Regions from separate parts of the Hordeum vulgare genome. Here all the other regions are linked to region 3. A link is a contact called in public Hi-C data. All regions are on one chromosome and are shown on one strand. Each heading gives the region's core, a stretch centred on a gene start, on an enhancer-like site or on the middle of the called end of the contact. The rest is flanking DNA. Distances are from core to core; before and after follow the strand shown. Region 1 holds the start of LOC123398845 (serine/threonine-protein kinase STY8-like). Region 2 holds the start of LOC123399097 (exocyst complex component EXO70A1-like). Region 3 holds the start of LOC123452866 (transcription factor LHW-like).

The links. A called contact is a pair of places that touch in the nucleus more often than the background predicts.
Region 1: a contact with region 3 is called in a Hi-C map of seedling, with 6 times the contacts expected there. The contact joins the promoter of LOC123398845 here to the promoter of LOC123452866 in region 3. A contact is called at or near these places in 4 of 6 Hi-C or Micro-C datasets (leaf and seedling) and 1 of 1 datasets of contacts at active chromatin or transcription factors (embryo).
Region 2: a Hi-C map of seedling shows a contact between it and region 3, with 2.5 times the contacts expected there. The contact joins the promoter of LOC123399097 here to the promoter of LOC123452866 in region 3. A contact is called at or near these places in 3 of 6 Hi-C or Micro-C datasets (leaf and seedling).

Annotation. Positions count from the first base shown.
Region 1 is chr5H:265,650,741-265,654,321 of MorexV3_pseudomolecules_assembly, forward strand. LOC123398845 (serine/threonine-protein kinase STY8-like) reads left to right here and starts at 1,623. Exons shown (of 16, transcript XM_045093292.1): 1 at 1,623-2,097; 2 at 2,802-2,916; 3 at 3,518-3,581. The coding sequence starts at 1,862.
Region 2 is chr5H:267,073,391-267,076,821 of MorexV3_pseudomolecules_assembly, forward strand. LOC123399097 (exocyst complex component EXO70A1-like) reads left to right here and starts at 1,763. Exons shown (of 12, transcript XM_045093517.1): 1 at 1,763-2,159; 2 at 2,260-2,355; 3 at 3,127-3,332. The coding sequence starts at 1,995.
Region 3 is chr5H:266,193,888-266,197,310 of MorexV3_pseudomolecules_assembly, forward strand. LOC123452866 (transcription factor LHW-like) reads right to left here and starts at 1,291. Exons shown (of 10, transcript XM_045129591.1): 1 at 654-1,291; 2 at 1-41. The coding sequence starts at 745.

The DNA of each region.
Region 1 (3,581 bases), core at 373-2,872, 540 kb before region 3:
TCATCGAGTGATTACTTTGTCATTCGGTTGAGTTTTATGTTTTCTTCGGCCTTGCGTCTGCTTTTCACATCTTTCCTTATCATTTTACCATGTTAGGTAATGTGTTGTATCGTTGTGCCACAATTATCTATGCAAATGCAATCAACTACTGTATGAAAATAATTATCACTCAGTTCTTTGAAAATCTTTTTGAGTACCCCATCTAAGTTAACCTTCGCTTGTGTTGTATCAGTTTATCTTCAGTGATCCATTTGTCTACTTATCTGTGTTGCTGTGAATGGAATTTAATAAAAGTTTCGCAAGAATTTTTGAATCTCCCATTCACCCTCCTCTGGTCGATATATTGCCGGTCCTTACAAAGGTGCAATCTACAATGCAAATACCTCCAACACTTGTAGGGTCATGTGCTCAAAGCATAGTTGCATTAGCGACATCTGCTATGCCCTTTAGTTTGTTTGTCTAGATCGTCTGAACTTCGTTTGATCGTCTCCCATTTTGCTGCAAAACTTGTATATTTTGCTCACGGATCAACACTCTAGGTCCAACAAGGGCATGAGACGTCGTGCTGTTTGAACTTATGTATACTACTATTATGCACCGTAAGTTTTTATCTGATGTGTTCTATTGTTTTTGTGTGATGTGGTGTTCTTATGTGATGTGTTGTTTTGTGTTTGTATGATGTGAAGTGTTGCAAATTGGTTGTAAAGCCACCACATTTTAAAGGGACGAACAAGACAACTACTTGCACACAGTCAAAAGTTATGTGTTACATGTGCTCATTTGTAAATCACAAATGCAGTCAACCAAACAACAAACCCTATACGGCCAATCAACACGAGTAAATGTTGAATTTTTGTCAGCATTTTCTTAAACAGGCCCAACTAATAAAACAAGGGAAAAGTTTACGTTCAGCCGACGGATCGCACGCGAGCGATCCGCCGGCTCCTCTGTACGAGCGTGTTTCTTTCCTGTAACTTTACCTGTGTTGTAAAATTTTCGTCCGCAAGAATACACACGTTGCAAAACATAAAAACGAAGAAAACGCCAAAACATGCGGAAAGAAAAAGCTGCAACAAAGCGATTGTTTCAGAAACTCGAGCGTTGTTTCAGTAATATTACCGGATGCCCAGCCGCAGCGCGCGGGAAGAAAAAAACTGCAACAAAGCGATTGTTTGAGAAACTCAAGCATTGTTTCAGGAATTACCGGGTGCCTAGCTGAAACGCGCGCGGAGAAAAAAACTGCAACAAAGCAATTGTTTCAGGAATTACCGGATACCCAGCCGAAGCGCGCGCAAAGAAAAAAAAACTGCAACAAAGCAATTGTTTCAGAAACTCGAGCATCGTTTCAGTAATTAGGCCAAAGCCCCGCGTGCGGATCGGATGAATGAGATCGGCTAAATGCACAAAATCAAACGGCTGTGAAGGTGACAGATCATTGAAAATAATCCGTCGATGGAAGCGTAGGGTTGCCCATAAAACAAACAAACAAACATGCAAAATTCCAAAAATAATGTAAACAACCAAACAGCCCATGAGTGAAGCCGGACGTACGGAGGGTGGGGCATTTCGTCGCCACGGAAAGACCATTTCAACCCTGGTATGGCATCAAATTTACTTCCCCACACCTCGCGCCTACTCACTCGAGCCATCATCGTCTTCCTCTTCTTTCTCCCCCTCCCCCACTCCTATCCTTCTCCCTTAAGTGCTCCAACTACCCAGTAGTGCCCACCAACCCGCGAACCTTCTAGAACACGCCGTCGGTTGAGCGGGACGGAACCCTAGATGAGCGCCGGAGCTTGGAGGGGACGGACGATGCGCGCCGGTTGACCCGCTCGGGCGGCGGCGGAGGGTTTGCGGGGGGATGGCAGTGGCAGCTGAGGGTGGGGGCGTGGAGGAGGGCGTGGGGGAGAGCTCTTCTCCTCCGCGTAGCGCGCCGCCCGCGCCTGCCGTGTCGGGCGGGAGCGGCGGAGGCGGGGGAGCCCCCCGCGACATCTGCACCCAGGTGTTCGAGCGGCTCGTCGCCGACGGCAACGAGGAGGCGGCAGGCCCCGACTTCCGCGTCCAGCTCGAGGCCCATTTCGCGCGGCTTCCATTCAGGTGATCGGTTAGCTCTGCCAATGTCACTCGGTAGCGCAGTTCAGATGGTTTTGGGCTTCTCTGTTAGGTCTCGTGATGGTTAATGGCTAGTATCGTGCTAGCATATAAAAACTGCTGCCCCGGTGACACTCGAGCTTCCAGTGTTCACTTGTGTTTCATTCGCTGGGAGTGTTGTGGTGTTGGACTTGTCTACGGAATTGAACCGACTCAGTATTTTTTTGCTCGGGGAATCGATCTGTTTACATTTTATCTACAGTAATGTCGAGTTGGACAATCAGCAGTCTTACTATGCTCACTCGATTTTGAACTGGCCTCCTCTGGGCTTAAGCTAAGCTTCGAGGTAAATCAAGTGAATATTACTGCATTCAGATCCTTATCTTCCAGAAAGGAGTTCTTGTTCTGGACGCTTGCCCTTTACTTGGCTGCTGGTCTGTTATGCTTCTGGTTATGTGGTATTTTATGTTCGTATAGAATGGATGAATTGTTGGTTAAATTCTTGTGTTATTCTCGTATTCACCATTTGCAAATCCTCTTCTCTGTGGGAGTTGTTCCCTTTTTTATACCACCACCTCATATCAGGAAATGAAGCTGTTGAGGTCATTATTTAGGATTCAGTATTCCTAGGCCAGTTAATTATTTCTTCTTTGTCTTTTGTACACTCATAGGGCTAATATTGGTTCATCTTTGTTTTTGTCATTCTGTAGCTATCAACTTGATATCAATGTCGACAAATCAGCAGATGTCTTGGTCCATCAGAAGGTCTTGGCGGAAGCAAAGGATCCTCTGAGGCGCCCTGCTTTCCGCGTCCGTTTCTTGAGGGTAAAGCTCTTATGTTGGTTGGATTTTCTACAAGCAACTAATTAGTGTTACGTGACAACTGTACCTTCCTTTATTGGCTAGTGGATGCTTGTTGGATTCTAGCTAGTAGTTACATATGATTCTTCTGGAGAAACACTCCCTCGGTGTTATTGTTTGGCTAATTTTAGTTGGAATGAAATGGTGATGCCATTATCACTGGCCCTATGTCTCCGCCTGCCCCTGATAGTAGAAATTTTGTATCAGATGAATATTGGTACATAAGCGACTTAAGCTGTCATACCATAATACATGATAGTTAATTATTGTGGTGCAAATTGTCATAGGACAGGTGACTTGTGAAGCTTGATACATGCTATATTGTTGATGTGAAGCACGTTTGTTTGGCTAATACAGTGCCTTAGTTGAGTGTGCATATAATTATTTTGATATCTCATGATTTAGATGGAATGATTGTCAACAGAGAAGGTTCCTTAGCTTCTATATTTCTACCCATTTCTCTCTCTCTCTTATACATGTTTGTCCTGTCCATTACTGATTGTTTACCTTTAGTATCATCAATATAAATTGAAGTTGTGGAATTTACTCTCAACTTTGGTTAAAGGTTGAAGACATGGATTCAGCATATGGCTCTGATGCATCTGACGAAGGGGCTGATGATGGTGATG
Region 2 (3,431 bases), core at 513-3,012, 880 kb after region 3:
ACAAGATGAAGCCAAGGCGATACAATTAGGAGGTGAGATTGCAAATCATATCCAGATTCAACAGGTAACCTTTCTCATGGACAATGAAACAATAGTCAAGGCTTTGGTATCAAGACAATAAGATCCAATTAGGACACTCGTACTAAGTTCTTATAAAGCATATTTCTCTTGCTTCCAAAGCATTCGACATCACAAGAGAATCAAACATAATGCATATCCGCACATCCAGGAAGCCCACAATCTGAATTTGAATGTAAAAAAAGATTTTAGATGTTATAAGAGAATCTACAACCACATATGGCAAAAATAACCCTTCAAATGCCCACGGACGCGTCCGAGTGCGTCCGCGGGGAGTGACCGGGCACATCTCAAATAGACGCTACTGCATCCAAACATCTCTTACAAGATTCTCAAATTCATACAAAATCATGCAAACAAAAAAAACCTATGTACTATGTAGAAAGCTAACTACACCTCGTTAGAGATTTCGATCTCCGTGCCCTCCGGCAAATAAATGTGCAGCAGTTGCAGTTCGACCCCATCCGACCCTCCGTTGTGGCCCCTCTAGTGCCTGTGGTTGCTCCGTTGCGGCCTCCTCCGCCGCTATCTCCATGTTGAGCTCATCGAAGAGGGTGTCGGCCTCCTTCTTCCTCTCCCGGATGAGCCTACGGTTGGCCTCCACCTGACCCTTATCCCGGATGAAATCAAGGATGGCGTGTTGATGCTCCGCCATCTCCTCGGCTTGGGCGACGACGAACTCCGATTTTGCCTCCGCCATGTTCAAGCCCGGAGAAGGCTCGTCCGCCTCGTCCTCCTCCATCGCCTCGTGCATCTCCTCCTCTTTCTCCGGCTCCAGGGAGTCCGGAGGCACACCCGCAGGGATGCGGGCTATGCGCCGAGCCTGGATCTCCGCCTCGATCTGCATCCGGCGCTCCGGCATGAGTATAGCGTACGTGGTGATCCTACGACGGACCATACTAACGTAGAAGAGTAGGGGAGAGGAGGCAGACGGGCTCGGGAGGCAGTAGAGGGAGGGAAGAGTTGGATGTGCTACGGCTGGGGGACGTCCGACGGTTTAAATAGCCGGCTATGGCCTCGGGCGATGAGCCGGAGCGGCGCCATGTGGCGTTCACAACGCGATGACGGTCGAGGCGTCCGTTAAAACGTCGGGTTTCCGAGCGTGTCATGCATGGAGCCCCATCATCAAGCCGACGTGGCGGCCATGCTCGGACGCCCCATATTCGCCTCATATTTGGGCTGGATAGAAGGGTGTCGATCGGCCTGGACGTTTAAGACTCGTTTAAGGGGCACGACTAGGTCGGTCAGTGACCGGAAGGTGTGTCCGAACATTTAAAACGGATATAAGAGGTTCGGTTATGGATGCTCTAATACTGCTCTTACATGTGCTTAATGCCCAATGATTTCATAGCCCAGGCAAGTTGGATCTTCATGATTTTGCAGTCCGGAATGTAAGAATTCCATGAATATCAATACATGGTGCCTTTTGGCGCCTCCCTTTTGTTCGAGAAAAAGTAAAAAAAGGAAAAGGGAAATCCGTTGTAATAGGTTGGGCCTAAAAACAAAAGCCGGTGTAGTAGGGCCTGCGAGCAAAAGCCCGTTATGATAAACTAGGAAAGCTAATCTGGACCGTCTGCTTCCGAGGGCAGACCCACACGGAAGTGTCCTACCCACGCATCTCATAGCACCTCTCCTCCGCGGCGATATGGGTCCACAACACAGGCCGGGAGACCAAGGCAGCAAACACCGCCTCTTCGTATCTCACTGTCCTTCCAGAACCTTCCGGAAGGATCCCCTCCCACCACCGCCCCTTCCGAACACGGGACCCCTCGCCGTTCCCCTCCCCCAACCCTCTTCGTTCTCGGCAGCATTCCCTCCTGCTTGAGTCTTCTCTTCTCGGAGCGCTTTCGCAGCGGGGACAGCGTGGCCAGTTGAAACGTGAGTCGACTCCTGGTCCTGGGAGGGTGGTTGTCGCGATGGCAACGGAGCTTCCGGAGACGATGGACGCGCTGGCGCAGCAGGTGAGCGTGCTCCGGGCCTCGCTGCAGAGCAGCCAAGGGAACACGGAGGGCATGGTCGCCATCCTCGGCTCCTTCGACGAGCGCCTCTCCGAGCTCGAGGCCACCATACACCCCATCCAGGTACTCTCGTGCCCATTTCCGCTTGGTCTCAACGTCTCGTCGAATTTGAGGGAGAGCCGCGGGAGCGTGGGGCGTCTGATTTTGGGTGGTGGTGGTGCAGGTGAGGGCGCACGCGACCCAGATGGCGCATGAGAACATCGACAAGGCGATCAAGGTCGCCGACGACATCCTCGCCCAGGTCGTCATCGTCCGCGAGGTGCGTGAACGTGCTCTCCTCGTCCCCTTCGTGCCTGAATGCTTTCCATCCTCAACCGGTGCTCTGGCCTGCGTGCCTGATCGCAGGCAGTTTGTCCGCTTGCTGCTGCCCCGTAGAGTGTTTCCTTCATTTTATAAGTATTGTTTTGTTTTGCCCCCCTTTGGGCTCTCTGTACATGACTACATGTAACACTGTCGCTGTTCCTTGTTAAGTGATGAAAGAAACCGATGACGCCCCAGAGGCTATAACTGATTCTCCCAGTCCCAGTATATACAAAAGATGGTAACCCCTTTTGGTTTGGTTGGCAAGGAGCCGAGGCATTGCATGCATTGGGAGGGGATTGAGAGCGCCGAATTTGTCTTGCTTTGGCATTTGGAGGATGTGTTTGACTAGTTTTGGACTTGGACTTTCATTAACAAAGATTGGTACGTGCATATTTTACATTTGGAGGTGATTAAAGGCGCATAGATAATAGATTGGTGGTGAGATAGTTACCATGTTGGTGTAGTTGTGAAGTGCATTTGTTCTTTTACTAGCAAGGGAATGATTAGCTTCGTTAGTTTTGTTCATGTGGTAATTAATTTCTATAGCACTTTCTATGCAGAGACTGCTCTTTTTAGACAGGTAATCATGTTTAAATTCGTTATAGTTGCACTCTTGCACCAACGAATTTTGTTCTATTTCGAGCTATTTTAGACAGGTAATCACTGTTAAATTAGTTTATTACTTCGTTTGGAACTTTCATTTGCATGTTGTCCTTTTGAGCTTTAGGCAGAAGCTACGATACTGAGGGGGCCCCATGTGGATCTGGAGAGCTACCTGAAAGCTGTGGGTCGTCTGAAAGACGTTGTTGGTTTTTTCTCCTTGAGAGACAACTTTACGAGTAAAGAACGATTTCTGAATGATGTAAACGTTCTCTTATCTAAGTCTTCTCTGATGATCGAGGAAGAATTCAAGCGGTTGATGATAACATACAGGTTGATAATTTACACCCATTTCTGAAATCTTAACTGTTGGTTCCTTGTATATTGCTGGAGGAACTATTCCTGTATTCCTGAACCTCTCCTTAGCCTCAA
Region 3 (3,423 bases), core at 41-2,540:
AAGATGCGTGGCCACAGAAGCCATCCTCCCACACTAGATGCCTGCACATGACCAAGGGAAAACAATGCGCGCAAATCATCAAACAAAACCCAAATTCTCAGCGCATCAAGAAGTTTAATTCACATTGCATCTAGTATTCCTCCATGACCCCCACACCGTGTCCCCATTTCTCTCTCCCCAGAAAAAAAAAAGCTTGCACGGAATTGCAACATCTCGCACATCCACGCTCTTTTAAGCCTCGGGAGCTAATACGAACTTACACAGACAAGGCAGTAGCTTTTTGGTTCATGTTCCTTGTTGTAAAGGCATTACTAAGTTTGCAAGCATGAGTGAACGCCCACACGTCCCGAGCGTACGGGCGTTCTTTTTCCAGCACTATCTTTCCCACAACGAAAAGGAGCCCCTTATTAGTAATTGCTGAGGAATATACCCATCTACGAATCTTTCCTCGCGCACGCTTCAGTCGTACGAGGCAAATCTAGCTGAAATGGAATGTTCAAGAAGACTATGAACCCAGAAAAATAAACAAAAGACACTGAAGTCTGTGGGGGAGAAAAACTAGAAGTTCGTTTAACATTTTCCGCAAGATCGAGCGGGAGGAGAAGATTGTGAGACCAAAAAAAAAAAGTTGAAGAGAAGGATGGAAGGCTTACACGGGGTCAGCAGCGCCGATGGCCTTCCAGAAGACGGCGTAAGACCACCCGACCTCCTCGCAGAGCCGCCGCAGCGCCTCCCCCACCGCCATCCCCGCAGCCCAACGGAACCCTAACGAGCAAACCCTAGCTTCTCCGACGGGGGGAGAGGGCGACGAAAAGACAAACAAGGACGCTGCTGCCTCCCTAGGCGCAGCGAGAGCCGGCGCGCCCGGCCTGACTCGCGCGGACCACGCCGTCCCTCCTCTCCGCCGCAAGCGGAGCGCCAATACTTACTCCGTCGGCCGCCGGCGCGCGAAGGCAAGCGGACATCAGTGGGGCTCGCCGACACCCACGGGCGCTGGTCCCAGCGTCAGTGGCGACCTCGGGACCACGGCGCAGCAGCAGAGAGATGAGATTCCCAGGCAGGTGAATGGCGCGGAGTCCCCGGGGGAGCGTCGGAGCCGCACGGCGGCGGGCGAGCGAGCGAGCGAGCAATGTGGTATTGGATTTTGCTGCGCGTCCTCGTCAATCTCTCTCTTTCTTCCTTCTCCGCTTTCGCTTTGGCGTCTTTGGTTCTCACTCTGGTCTAGTCTGGTCTGCGAGCCTTGGACTCGCCTCTTTGGGGTGTGCTTGGCTTTGGCTTGTGCTGTGTGAGTGTGAGAGTAAAATTTCGTTCTGGCTTTTTCTTTGTCGCTTTCTTTGCTTGCCCCTCCTTTTCCTTTGGCCCTCGCGGCTCCCGAGGCAGGCATCATTCCCTCCACGAGAGGCAGGATGGGCATTCCACGGGCTAATTACCCTCGTCCCCTCTTCTTTTTTTTTCCACTACTATAGTAACTAGAGTATGCCCGAGCGCATTGCTGCGAAAATCTTGCTAAAAAAACACATAAAAGTAATTAAAGAATATCTATAATTAATGAAAGGCAAATCTAAGCTTAAAAATAAAAAATATAAAGGGTACAAAAAGAAAAAAACATCATTTTAATAAAAATGTGAGCTACATAGGAATGGTGGAAACGACGACGAACACATATATTTTTAATAAAAGATCTAATGCAAGAAATAACTTCCCAATAACATGAATGAATTAGTGATGTGGTGCTTGCATGCATAAAGTAATGTAAAAAATAATGTAATTTATGACTTGCATGCATTACTTTCTCTTGAGGCATAGTTAAATGTCTAGAAAAAATAGCTAGTGGATACTAGCTATTTAAGAATAAAAGATTTGACCTAGGTTAAATAGTGCTCGTCTCCAACATATCACCCGTGCGGTGGTGAATGTCGGAAGAAATGAAAGGGGGTCAAAGTTAAAAGGTCAAATATTGTTAATTATTTAGTTCAAAAAAAAAATTGTACAAATACTAGCATTTTTTCTTTTTCGATTTTGGAGGGGGGACTCGAGCTTGTTGAAGCCCCCCTTCCCCCCGCTAGATTCGCCATTGATCCTGTGCTAACTGTTAATTCTAACTATAATCATATGTTCATACTCAAAACATTATCGTTTTTAATTTTCTGCAACATGTTTCATGTTGCAAAACCTTTTTCTTAATTTTCTATAACAAGATTTTTGTTGCATAAATTGTAGCAATATTTTTCGCCGCCGCGTCTAATTTTATACAACAACAACCTTGTTGAAAAAAAATTGAAACAACATCTTCGACCACATCATGCTATTTGTGCAGCCGCCGCTGCCTCTGTTCTGCAAGTTGCAGAAACATGTTTTAAAGTTGTTGTTGCAAACAACAACATGGGGCCGAGCGCTAGTAGTGAACGTGGACATATACGTGTGGAGCCAGTGTCGGTAAGCTAGTTGCAAAGCCACTTCCGGAAACAAGTACCAGTTGCTAAAACGTACAGACGAAAGAGTTGCTCTCGTCCATCCGATTAAGACTACATCCTATGGATGCGGAGACGACGGACACCATGCAACGGTGTGCTGGTTAAGACTACATCAGATACTTGAAAATACTACGTGAAAGAAGATCTTTGGGCAGCACAATTCAGGGCTAAGCAAAAGCAAAACACAAGATGCAATCTCTAGATCGAGCAAAACCTATAATTTAATTATGTCCTTGTTTTCTAGAATAGGAGCTAGATTACTTTTTTTATGCTTGTAAATATTATTTATTAATGAAATTATCATAGAACAATTGTTCTACAGCCTCAGCTAAAAAAACAACTCATAAGAATTGTGAAGTAATTGTTTGTACACCTTACAATCATATGCTCACATACACGTAAATGTACCCACTCCTACTAACAATACGCACACACACATCATTTGCATGAGCACACCTAAAATATTGAGCTAACATAACACTTTTAAAATTACGGAAGTCACCATACATTGATGGGCTGGTTTCACTGTAAGGTAACTAACCATCCGATACTCACAGACCATCAAGTTAATGTGTACAAGCCCAACACGAAAACATGATACTTCCTCAGTCATAGTTTAGAAGATACGATTAAATTTACGTGCATTTTTATAATAAATAAGGTTTAGACGTATTGTATTTACTTTTAACAGTTAATTAGTACTCCGTTGTACTACATTTTATATGAATGCATAGGATAAATGTTATTTTAGTCCATTTCACGATTAAACAATAACCATCTATGTTTCAGAAAAAATTTAAACACGTCTTCTAAACCATAACGAAGGAAGTATAGTACTAAGTTGAAAAACTGTGCCAACTGACCTATAATAGTCAACAAGATTACCCAAAAGTGGGTTCGATCTATCTGGGAACATAGTAGTTAAGGGTACGTACTACCTCAGACAACT